Linked DNA regions of Mus musculus: region 2 is linked to region 1. Evidence: chromatin contacts called from public promoter capture Hi-C data. All regions are on one chromosome and are shown on one strand. The core of a region is the stretch at or near the end of the contact, and the rest is flanking DNA. Distances in the headings are between cores, read along the strand shown. Region 1 has its middle 40 kb from the start of Gm30442. Region 2 has its middle 15 kb from the start of Mir30a.

Region 1 (6,151 bases), core at 2,490-4,989:
TTGAGACAGGGTTTCTCTGTGTAGGCCTTGCTGTCCTGGAACTCACGCTGTAGACCAGGCTGGCCTGGACTCAGAAATCCACCTGCCTCTGTGTCCCAAGTGCTGAAATTAAAGGTGTGCACCACCATGACTTTAAGAAGGACATAAATAACTCCCTTAAAGAAATACATGAGAACACAGGTAAACAGATAGAAGCCCTTAAAGAGAAAACACAAAAAACCCTTAAAGAATTATAGGAAAACACAGTCAAACAGGTGAAGGAAATGAACACAAACATCCAAGACCTAAAAGTGGAAACAGAAACAATAAAGAAATCAAAAAAGGAGACAACCCTGGAGTTAGAAAACCTAGGAAAGAGATCAGGAGTCATAGATGGAAGCATCACCAACAGAATTTAATAGATAGAAGAGAGAATCTGAGGTGCAGAAGATACCATAGAAAACATTGACACAACAGTCAAAGAAAACACACAAAAAAACAAAAAGATCCTAACCCAAAACATCCAGGAAATCCAAGACACAATGAGAAAACCAAGCCTAAGGATAATAGATATAGAAGAGAGGGAAGATTCCCATCAGCCAGTAAATATCTTCAACAAAATTATAGAAGAAAACTTCCCAAACCTAAAGAAAGAGTTGCCCATGAACATACAAGAAGCCTACAGAACCTCAAATAGACTGGACCAGAAAAGAATTCCTCCCATCACATAATAATCAGAACAGCAAATGCACTAAACAAAGAAAGAATATTAAAAGCAGCAAGGGAAAAAGGTCAAGTATCATATAAAGGCAGACCTATCAGAATTACACCAGACTTCTCACCAGGGACTATGAAAGCCAGAAGATCCTGGACAGAAGTCATACAGACCCTAAGAGAACATAAATGCCAGCCCAGGCTAATATACCCAGCCAAACTCTCAATTACCATAGACAGAGAAAACAAGATATTCCATGACAAAACCAAATTTACACAATATCTTTCCATAAATCCAGTCCTATGAAGGATAGTAGGTGGAAAATACCAACACAAGGAGGGAAAGTACACCCTAGAAAATAGCAAGAAAGTAATCTTTCAACAAAACCAAACAAAGATAGCCATACAAACATAATTCCACCTCTAACAACAAAAATGACAGGAAATAATAATCACTTTTCCTTAATCTCTCTCTCTCTCTCTCTCTCTCTCTCTCTCTCTCTCTCTCTCTCCTCTCTCTCTCTCTCTCTCTCTCTCTCTCTCTCTCTCTCTCTCTCTCTCTCTCTCTCTTTTGGTTTTTTGAGACAGGGTTTCTCTGTGTAGCCCTGGCTGTCCTGGAACTCACTTTGTAGACCAGGCTGTCCTGGAACTCAGAAATCCACCTGCCTCTGCCTCCCAAGTGCTGGGATTAAAGGCGTGCACCACCACCACCTGGCTCCTTAATATCTCTTAACATCAATGGACTCAATTCCCCAATAAAAAAGACATAGACTAACAGACTAGATACATAAAAAGGACCCAGCGTTTTGCTGCATACAGGAAACACACCTCAGTGACAAAGACAGACACTACCTCAGAGTAAAAGGTTAGAAACAATTTTCCAAGGAAACTGTTCCAAGAAACAAGCTGGAATAGCCATTCTAATATTGAATAAAATCAACTTTCAACCAAAAGTTATAAAAAACAAAAATAAGGATGGACACTTCATACTGGTCAACGGAAAAATCTGCCAAGATGAACTCTCAATTCTGAACATGTATGCTCCAAATGCAAGGGCATCTGCATTCATAAAAGAAGCTTAACTAAAGCTCAAAGCATATATCACACCCATACAATAATAGTGGGAAACTTCAACACCCCACTCTCATCAATGGACAGATCATGGAAACAGAAACTAAAGAGAAACAAAGTGAAACTAACAGAAGTTATGAACCAAATGAGTCTAACAGATATTTATAGGACATTTCATTTTAAATCAAAAGAATATTTGTTCTTCTCAGCACCTCATGCTACTTTCTCCAAAATTTACCATATAATTGGTCGTAAAAGAGGCATCAACAGATACAAGAAGATTGAAATAATCCCATGTAATCTATCAGATCACAACGGACTAAGGGTGGACTTAAATACCAACAAAAACAACAGAAAGCACACATACATATGAAAACTGAACAATTCTCTACTCAATGATAAGTTGGTCAACAAAGAAATAAAGAAAGAAATTGAAGGCTTTTTAGAATTTAATGAAAATGAAGACACATCATATCAAAACTTATGAGACACAATGAAATCAGTGGTAAGAGGAAAACTCATAGCTCTGAGTGCCTCCCAAAAGAAACTGAAGTGAGCGTACACTAGCAGCTTGACTGCACACCTGAAAGCTCTAGAAAAAGAAGCAGATACAACCAAGAAGAGAGTAGATGGCAGGAAATAATCAAACTCAGGGCTGAAAACAACCAAATAGAAACAAAAAGAACTATACAAAGAATCAACAAGATAGATAAATCCTTAGTCAGATTAATCAGAGGGCACAGAGACAGTATCCAAATTAATAAAATCAGAAATGAAAAGGGAGACATAACTGCAAAATATATCTTAAAATAATTATTTTGTATGTTGAATATTGACAGTTGAAAATATTAAAATCATGTTCTATAATAAAATAAAATAAATAAAATAAAACTGAATAAAAATCACTTAAAATCTAGATGTTAATTATGACATTATTTGTAAATATTAATAAGGCCCATCAAAAATTTTCAGCATGTCTTAGATGCTAAGCTTTATATTCTCGGCATTTGCCACTGAGTCTGACCTCCAATTTGCCCCTCCTCAGACTTTATATTTCTTATTTTTTTCTCATATTTTTTCAATAGTAAACCTTTAAATAGAGATGATAAGGATTTTCTTTGTTAGGGCTTCCATTGCTGTGAATAGAAATGATGACCAGGCAATAGTTACAAAGAACAACATTTAAGTAGGACTGGCTTACAGTTTCAGAGGTTCAGTTCATTATCATCATGGTGGGAAGCATGGCAGTGTGCAGACAGACAAGGTTCTGGAAGTGTTGAGACTTCTACACCTTGATCCAACTTCAGCCAGGAGAGTCTGTCTCCCAGGCAGCTAAGAGAGGGTCTCATTGCCCACTCCCACAGTGACACATTTCCCCCACAAGGCCATGCCTCCTAATAGTGCCACTCCCTGGGCAAACTGCCACAGAAATACTTCACTAAGCCTTTAAATAGACATGATAGGGATTTAGATGGCAGATGATAGTGATAATAGAAAAATGAGTGTGCTTTAGTTTTGGGAGGGGCTGAGAGGCAAAATCTCACACAAGATTTGTAACCTAGAGAATTGTGTGTTCCTCTGTATGTGCACAGGCGTCAATATACACTCTGAAATACAAAACTCTTCTGCAAAATGATAATATGTGACTTGCCTATCTTTTCAGAAAACTTAAACCAAATCCCTCTGAATTTGGCTTAAAGGGTGAGGCAGGCTGATGCAATGTCAATCTATTGATGACGTATACCTTGAGCAATACTGGAAAGCAACCCTTTCTTGGTTCGTTTGTTGGTTAGTTTAATAAAACTATGGATTGGACACGTATTTAATGTAGTGTTTTGTATGCTGAAATAATCTATTTTGCAAGGTCATTTCCCTTCCTTTGGAAGCCGTCATTGGTTCTCCTTGGCTTCAGTGAAGGGAAAACTTAACCTGGGTTAATGGAAAATCTTTGTACATATTTGCACAGATTTGCTCCATGGATTGTGGTAGCTGCCATTCAGGAAGGCAGGGTTCAGGAATGTGTGAGGACAAAGTACATGCACCCTCCACCCCCTGAGTTTTTGTTTTGTATTTATGCAGATTTTTCTCTTTTGTAAACGTTCTTCCCCTTTTCTGATATTCCACACTTAAGACATACTGAAAATTTTTGATAGACTTTATAATGACATAAGAAGCATCCAGATTTTATGTGTATTTTATTCAGCTTTTAGCCTTATAAAAACAGGTCCTCATGCTATTCTCATTTCTTCAATATCAATTTACTTTCCAAATTAATTTGCTGACTTTGTAAAAATTATAGTGGTCATTATTACAATGAAATATAAGCAACTTAAGAAGGTAATTTAAAACAAATAAACAAGAGAACCCTGGTCTAATTTTTTCAGGTTTCAGACTTCTAATGAATAACATGAATATTCTTCGTTAAATGCTGAATGTGCATCAAAATGCTCATTAGGTGAATCACTCAATTAGTCAAGATAGAGACATAGTGAATCGCAATCACAATGGTTTCACTGTATGTTTGTTCTCATCACTCCTGAAAGAGTTGCAGTGCTCCTAGGTGTTTGTTCGCTGCCCCTCCCCCGACCTGTTTGCTGTGTTTTTTTTCTTGTTGTTTTGCATAACAAATGGATTAACGGAGTGTGTAACATTTTGTGTCTTAAATGGAAATAATTTCTGTCTGTAACATTCCATAAATTCCAATCAGTTCCCCCATGATATTTTGTAGCTTTCAGATTCCAGTGACTTTTCTTTTAGTTTTCTATCGCTTGGGCCAAAGTACTCTTTTACTGATAAATTTGGTCTTTCTAGTTTCTAACCTTACTATTCACAACACATGTACAGAATTCTTTCATTTTGTGTTTAGTACTATGCTTTGTGTAATGGTCTAAGATGTCTCTCATGTTGTAATTTCCCTTAAGTCTAATGAATTGTTGCTAGTATTCCTTTTGTATATATTCAGAGGCAGTGAGTTTTGAGTTTTTGTTTTTTGTTTTTAAAGAACATCTTTGTTTTACCTTATTCTTGCTGACTCTAGAATTCTAAATTAATAGTGTACTCACTTTAAATAAATTAAGGATAGTATTTTCTTTTTTTCTTTCCTTTGTGGTTTCTGTTATAAAGCAAATCACTTTCCTGCGTATAAGACATTTTCCTCTGTTTAATTAATGATGTGCATGCGTTTTATTTTTCAGTTGTGTGATTGTGATGTGCTATGTTCTGATTGATCATGTGTGGACCTCCCTAAGTTTCTTGGATGTGCAAATTTATAGGTTTCCTTAATGTTATGCTTTCTGATGATATCTCCACATAGTTTCTGTTTTATGCTTCATTTGTTACATCCTTTCCAGGACTACGGTTTTCCATGCAGACGTTGGCATCATTCTACAGATCTCTGAAGACTTCCTTTCCAAAGGAAAATCTCTTTCCTCCCTTCCTTCTCTTTGTTATATATTCTTTTCCTCTTTCCTTCTCCTTTTCTTTTTCCTCCTGATTTTTGTGATTTGTATTTGAGTTCACCGACTCTTTCCTCTGTCACTTGCATTGTTATGAAGACCAAACATTCTCTACAGTCTATTCCAGATAATTCCTATGCCCGGGAGATCTCAGAGTTGACATTTCTTTGTCTTTTCTCTTAGCAGTAATACACACTTTCTAGACTCCTTGTTGAATAATTTTAGACCAGATTATGGAGACTATGGTCACTATGCTGTGTAGACTCTGGGCTCTGTTATATTGCTTCAAAGACTGTTAACATTTCTGTTTTCACAGACAATAGACTGACCTAATGTAAATCCCATAGTCCCCTCAGTTCAGTGATTGGCAGCTTGGATGTCAGCTTATTCTTCTCTGCCATTTTCTTTCTATTTGTCCTATCAATATGTGCCTCAGAGACTGACTAGAGCTTTTAAGGAGATGAGCTTCGGTTTTTGCTTCTCTTGTTCTACACTTTCTTGGGCCACTCAGTTTCGGCTGTGAGGCCTAATTCATTTAAGAAAGATAAGGCAAGTGGCCACAGGAGATTTTATTTTATTTTTTACCACTACCCTGGTCTTTCAGGTTTGACTGTGCATTCATTGTTAATTTTACTCTTGTTAGAACTATTTGCATCTGTTTCACCAATATGATTTTCTCATCAGACTCTCTGCTGCTGGTCCACTCGACCATGTGTGTTGAGGTCTCTGTTATGGCTTGCATGTGAAACTTAGAATGACTTGTGTTGGCAACATCTGGATTTTCAACGTTGAGTTTTCAAACCAGTTTCTCACAAGGATGGTTTGTATCATACGCATTGCTTAACTTCAGACAGTGTGTGAGACTCAGGTATGAATTCTTACCGTGCATGGGTACCTATTTTCTACTCCAGCTCTGGGACATTATAGTGCTG
Region 2 (5,923 bases), core at 1,898-4,397, 93 kb before region 1:
AAATATAAAGCCAGGATTCAAAGACTGAGACAGACCACATAATCAGTGCTTTGCAAAGGGATTCAAGAAAGTATATAATTAAGTGCTAAAATACGATGGTACAAAGGGGGATGAGGATAGAGAAAGCACCTGAGCCAGGAAGCTACCATGAAACCCAAGTTAATAGCTGGCACTGCAACCTCCATCTTCCTCCTAACCATTTGCCCGCTGCTCAACAATTTCCTACTTCCTAATGTGACCTTCCATGTGCTCAGCTCTACTTAACTCATCCAGTGTGCTTCCTCTTTTCCTTCTTCAATGACTTTCCAGGGCTAAAAGGGAAAATTAAAAGGATTACAATTAAAAATTACATCTACTGAATAGATACAATGTGCTCATTTATTTGCACATGGTATTTTGATGTATAATCTTGCATAATTTTCAAAACAACTCCTATGAGACAGGCACTATTATCCCCATCTTTGTGGTAAAGCAGCTAAGGCACAGGAGGTCAGGCAAGGATGCATCTGACATCACCTGCCAGTAAATGTCATGATTGGGATCAGGTCTGGTAGAGTATTCAGCCTATTCTTTCAACTTCTCTTTCACACCCTAATTTTTTTTTCAATAAACACAAAAATCCTCACAAGTCAGGGGACATTTGTAATATAGAGCTTACAGAAGCCCTTACAGAAATTTGTCAACAAATATCTGTGACAGTAGAAGGCAGGATACATGGATGCAGCCACATACTTGTCTGCCAAAGTATCAGCATTTTTACCCAAATCATCTAATGTTGAGTGTTAAAAGGTTAAATGGGCAGCTCTCCATTGAGCATCCTCATCATGGTCTCTCAGGCTGCCATCCCAGGGGCTATTCTCAATCTCTAACCTGGAATTTAGCTAACATGGTAAGCACTAGGTTATTCCCACAAACAGGACTGAAAGGAAGCATGGGAGCTCTAGTTATTCTCTAACAGGCTTTAACTTGGTTGACTTGCAAAGACAGTAGATGAGGGATGAGACCATGTCTGGAGTCAAGGGAAATGGTTAAGCACTGTGCATCTGAGAAACTATCTTAAAACACTAATTCTTACAATTTTATGTGACCAGCTCTCAAACTGAAAGGAGTTTCTGAATACAGATTCAGGTTCCATTCACAAACAATCTAATTTGAGATACTCAATAGTGTGATGTTTTACAAGTTCTGCAAGTGCACCTTGAAACCTGTCTATAAAGAGCACACCCTGAGATATACTGTTCCCAACTCTGACACTGCTGCACAACTAGGAAACCTGACTAAAGAACACAAATTCTACAGTAAGTGTTCCAGCTCCCAGTGTTAAGACCTTAGTATTCTCCTGATGCTACAAAGCAAGTCTCAACTATAGTCCACAATGGATCTTTTCCACATCCAGTGCTTGTCTAGGGCACAGACTTTGGCAAGATGCTATTTTTGATGTTTAATTTACATTTGGTATAAGATTTGAGATTTTTTTTCTCACTGAGTATTTACTTGATTTTAAAAATATTCCTTCTTACAAATAAATTGAAAGCTTTCCTGTTATTTTCTAAATGAATTTAAAAATGAGGCAGCACTCAAGTGAAATATTATAGTTATGATTACAACATTTAATTAGACATCCAATCAATGCAAACAGCCACTGATTATTTAAGAAACACACCTCTTCAATGGCTCATGTTCAAATAAAACTAGGTCATGAAGTGTATTATGTTAATTCAACGTTGTTATCATTCTCCTAGAAACACTGCCAGTTGTCTTTGTCTTTAAATATGCATTCCTATTTTAAGCCATAAACTTTCAGGCTAGATACAAGAATTTTTCTGTAAATTTTTTCTTTGCTATCTCTCCCTTCTTTCCAGAAAAGCATGGTAATAATTCTTTTTAAGAATGGGTGGAGTGGACTTTTTATTATTTTTATCTGGGCACTGGATATTTTTTGTGAGCAAATATATGCTGAATATCTAACTTACAAACTTGCATTGTTTATAAGCTTCTAAGCTCCATGGTGGGGAGAAAATAGCCAGCGGAGCACCTGCTATAAAAGCGGCACTCTCACAAAGTGAGAAAACTGTGGTACTTGAACATGTACATACAGAGCCAATACATTCTTTATACATTGCCATAACATATATATGCAGTATTTACATGAGTTCTGTTCATAGCAAGGTTTGGTTTTACTTTGATGGAAAAATGTAGGTTATCTGATAACCAAAAGTTAAGATTTCATTATTTTACATATCTCAAATGATAATAGTTCAACGACAGTGTCAGAACAAACTTTGTAATTATTCTTTGAAATTATACACAGCACTAACACATCTCAACAAAGATGATTATGTAAGTGAGCTGACTTGGCGTCAGTGATATGAACACGGTGGCTATTTTCAATCCTTCATTAAAATTAGATCAAGATGTACTAGCATTGCTACCGTGCCTGCCCGCAAGGGAGACTTAACATTACTTTTAAGATTTACTTGGATTACAAATAAAGTTTTCTTCTCCTTCTCTTGTCACCGGAGACCCCTCCCCACCAACACCTCACCCTTCAACAAAACTTTTCAGTAGAAACCAGTGATACAGAAACCAACGCCATAAACACAAACGCCTGCCCTGGTTTATGCTCTCCTTTGCATAATAAATACTTCACGCTTCTCCAAAATGCCTGGAGAAGGGCTTGCTGGGGGCACCTGCCACTTCACCCTCAGGATTGGTTCTGTCCTGGCCCTAGGACTTCAAGGACTTCGAACAGGGTATCTAGACCAGTCTTAAGAATTGCAAATAAAGTAATGGATACCTTATTTTGCACTCTGGAAGGATCGGTGTGTTTAAGCCACCCGACTTAAAAGTTACTTCTGAGAAAGGCTGAAGGGTGAGTCCCGGGTGCATATAAATATATCCCGGCCTACCATTTCACAACTCCCGCACCACAACGAGGCTTGGAGAAAAAAGAAAAGAAAAGAAAAAAAAAAATCTCCATCGGAGACACATTTCAAAGCTACAAGACTCGAGCGGCTGTCGCCTCCGAGATCACCCACGAGGTGATCTAAGCGGTTAAATCATTGGTCCAAGGTCAAGCAGAGCCAGTCGCAAGCAGCGCAGCTCTGCGACCTTCTAACCTCTCCACCCCGCCCCCGCCAGGCCCCGGACAGCCTTCGCCCCCGAGAGGTTCCCACGGATACCGTCCCCGCGTCAGCGGCACGCCAGCGCCTCTCGCCCGACCGCACTTGTATTTGTTCTCCCCGCCCGCTCCAAAAAAAAGTATTAAAGGCTCTCCTCACGCCTCGGGCCGCGCAGGCGCTCGAGCTCGCGGGCCCCGTCCCGAAGCCGGCTCCCCAAAGCCGCGGCCCGGCTCGGCCCAGCCTGAGGAGAAGCCTCAAACTTTTCCCGGCTCGCACGTCGCGGAGTCCGGCCCGCCGCATTGTCTCCGCGGCCTGAGCGCTGCGGGCCCGGGCGAGCCTCCCCGCACCGCCGCCGCGCTCTTTGTGTGTGTGTGTGTATGTGTGTGTGTGTGTGTGTGTGTGTGTGTGTGCGCGCGCGTGTGTGAATGTGTGTGTCTGTGTGTGCGTGTGTGTGGTGGCCGCGGCTGACAGGACAGTGGAGGGCTGGGCGCGCCCGCAGCTCCGTCCCCGCCCGCCAAGGACTGCGGCGAGCTCTTCTTGCCCGGGGCGCTCGCGGGGCACGAGCAGCCAGCCGCGGGCCCGCCGCCCTCACCACCCGCGCCGCCCGCCGCGCTCCCTACCTCCGCAGCCCGCCGCGCAGCCCCGCTCCCGCGCCTCAGCCCGGCTCAGCGGCCCGGCGCGCTCGCTCAAGAACCCGGGGGGAACGCGCCCCGCCCCCTCGGCTGGCGCCGTCCAATGAGCTCAGCCCGTGGGGAGGCGGGGCCGTCCAATCAGATGTCCGGACGCCCGGCAAGTCGGCCAATAGGAAGCGACTCCGGCTACACACCCGCCCTGATCCTCGAAGAGCGAACCGCTCAGAGCCCAGAGGTGGGACCTGATCCTGCCGCCCAGAGCAAGTCCAGTCGGGCCGGGCAGCGTCGCGAGGGAGTAGGCCTGGGCAGGTCTGGAGCCTGACTGCCCTCATTGTAGGCAGGTGACGTGTGCTTGTGAGGTTCAGCAAGATCTCCGCCCTCAAACCCAGACTGCTCTCATGCAAGAGAGCTGCACACATAGGTTGGAACATTATTAATCAACGTTATTAATTTTTAAAGTTAAGTAAGGCGTCTCGCATTAGAAAACGGAATGCATAAGCAGACAGCACTCAAATTGCTTTTTCTGCGGTCTTGGACATCTGTGTTCTTAAAGAATTAGCCAGAGCACCAGGTATCTCAAACCTGCTAGTTTCTGTTCTAATAAAAATCCAGACCATTAGTGGCATATATGATTTTTCTTTTCCTAAAGGAAAATTGCATTTAGGACTTAAAAAGTGAACCTTATTGTTATGTTGCTGTTTTGAGATGGGGCCTTTCTGTGTAATTCAATCTGCTTTAACCCAATATCCTCTTCCCTCAGCCTCCTGAGTGCTGGCATCAAAAGCTCATCACAGTATCCAGTTGAGAATCTTATTTCTAAAACAAAGTCGCACAAACTATATTCAGTGAGACTTGAGTGAAATACCTGAATAGAAGCGTATAGATACAGAGGATATATTTGTAAGATATCTCTGGCTACCTATAAAAGGCATTAGTTTAAGATGGCGGTCAAAGTCGCACTACATAGAAGCAGCATAGATGTTTGCTTATTTTCTATAGCTAGTACGTGCTTGCTGTGAAAACCCACCAGGACCAAGTCAACTTTCAGGAGGATTACTTTGGGCTCGCAGTTCCACTTGGGATAAGAGTTCATGATGACAGAGTTGGGGGCCGGGGTAGCAGGTGGCAGGAACAGAAGCTGAGGACTCAGATCTTAAGCCCCAAGCGGGAAGGAAAGAAAGGCAACTCAAAACAGCAAGGAACGCTGTGTTCTTAAAGCCAGCTTCCAGAGAAATACCTCCTCCAATAGGGCCACACTTCCTAAGCCTCCCCAAACAGCATTACTAACTATGGAATGAGGATTCAAACTTGAGACAAACACTTTATCCAAACTACCTCAGCCAGAATTACTCAATTTTCATTTTCTATGAAGTCAATAGTTTTATTGACTTCCTTTCTAAAAGTGGACCACATGATAATGAAAAAAATATTCTGTAACACATATTTGCATAATTTAGAATAAAACTTTTATCTATTTGTGTACTTCAAAGAGCTGCCATCCCCTATTAATTTTGACAATAAACTGCTTTTTAAAAATATTTGTACATGTGACCTGGGCCTTTACATAAGTTGTTTTGATGACTCTGAAAGAATGATCTGTAAAGTGAAGCAAATGGGGGAGGGGGGAGGGAAGGAAGGAGAAAGAGAGAGAGAGAGAGAGAGAGAGAGTGTGTCAAACAAGAAAAAGTATTTTGTTACCACCCTTATTTTACAGAAAGTCACTGTGACTACCTTGAAGAGAAAGGATGATATCCAAGACTTAGTTTTTGTCAAAAAGATCCAAGTTGTGGCCCGATTTGGGGCACACTGGTTAATGGCTAACTCTGTAACAAGAGAACAATATGCCCAGCTCTCCTGGCTTCGCTGGGTGCAATCCAGCTAAGATAGTTGTCAAGCACTTTGTTTTCCGTAAGATCCAGTGCCAAGTGCAATGCGGCCTAAAGCATATTGTTATTCTTCTCAACTTCACTGTCAATATTTGCCCACCGGCAGCCAATGAACGTTTCCTCGCTCTTCATGGTTTTTCCATCCACGTATTTTTTTTTTTTTTGACCCATCAGTTTTCTCTTCAAATAGATAGGAATTAAGCTCCTACAAATTCTAGAAAACCAAACCCCGGTACTTCTGTTAGGTACTGCAGCAGCGTTGAGCCAGTCCTCCCAGCTGCTC

Evidence for each region. Promoter capture Hi-C pulls out the DNA fragments that hold promoters and counts their contacts.
Region 2: a contact with region 1 is called in a promoter capture Hi-C map of liver. The contact joins two enhancer-like sites. A contact is called at or near these places in 4 of 39 promoter capture datasets (the 3T3-L1 cell line, hippocampal neurons and liver), 5 of 484 Hi-C or Micro-C datasets (brown adipocytes, embryonic fibroblasts and liver) and 7 of 115 datasets of contacts at active chromatin or transcription factors (fibro-adipogenic progenitors, heart atrium, hepatocytes and 4 more).

What each region holds. Positions count from the first base shown.
Region 1 is chr1:23,161,164-23,167,314 of GRCm38.p6, reverse strand. No RefSeq gene overlaps it. Among named protein-coding and RNA genes, the nearest start is that of Gm30442, 40 kb to the right of the region's middle. Within about 2 kb of position 3,739, at least 9 of the 459 cell types and tissues checked have an H3K27ac peak or open chromatin away from gene starts, as enhancers often do. A contact at or near this core is called in hepatocytes, kidney and liver, where this site is marked.
Region 2 is chr1:23,254,140-23,260,062 of GRCm38.p6, reverse strand. No RefSeq gene overlaps it. Among named protein-coding and RNA genes, the nearest start is that of Mir30a, 15 kb to the left of the region's middle. Within about 2 kb of position 3,147, at least 346 of the 459 cell types and tissues checked have an H3K27ac peak or open chromatin away from gene starts, as enhancers often do. A contact at or near this core is called in hepatocytes, kidney and liver, where this site is marked.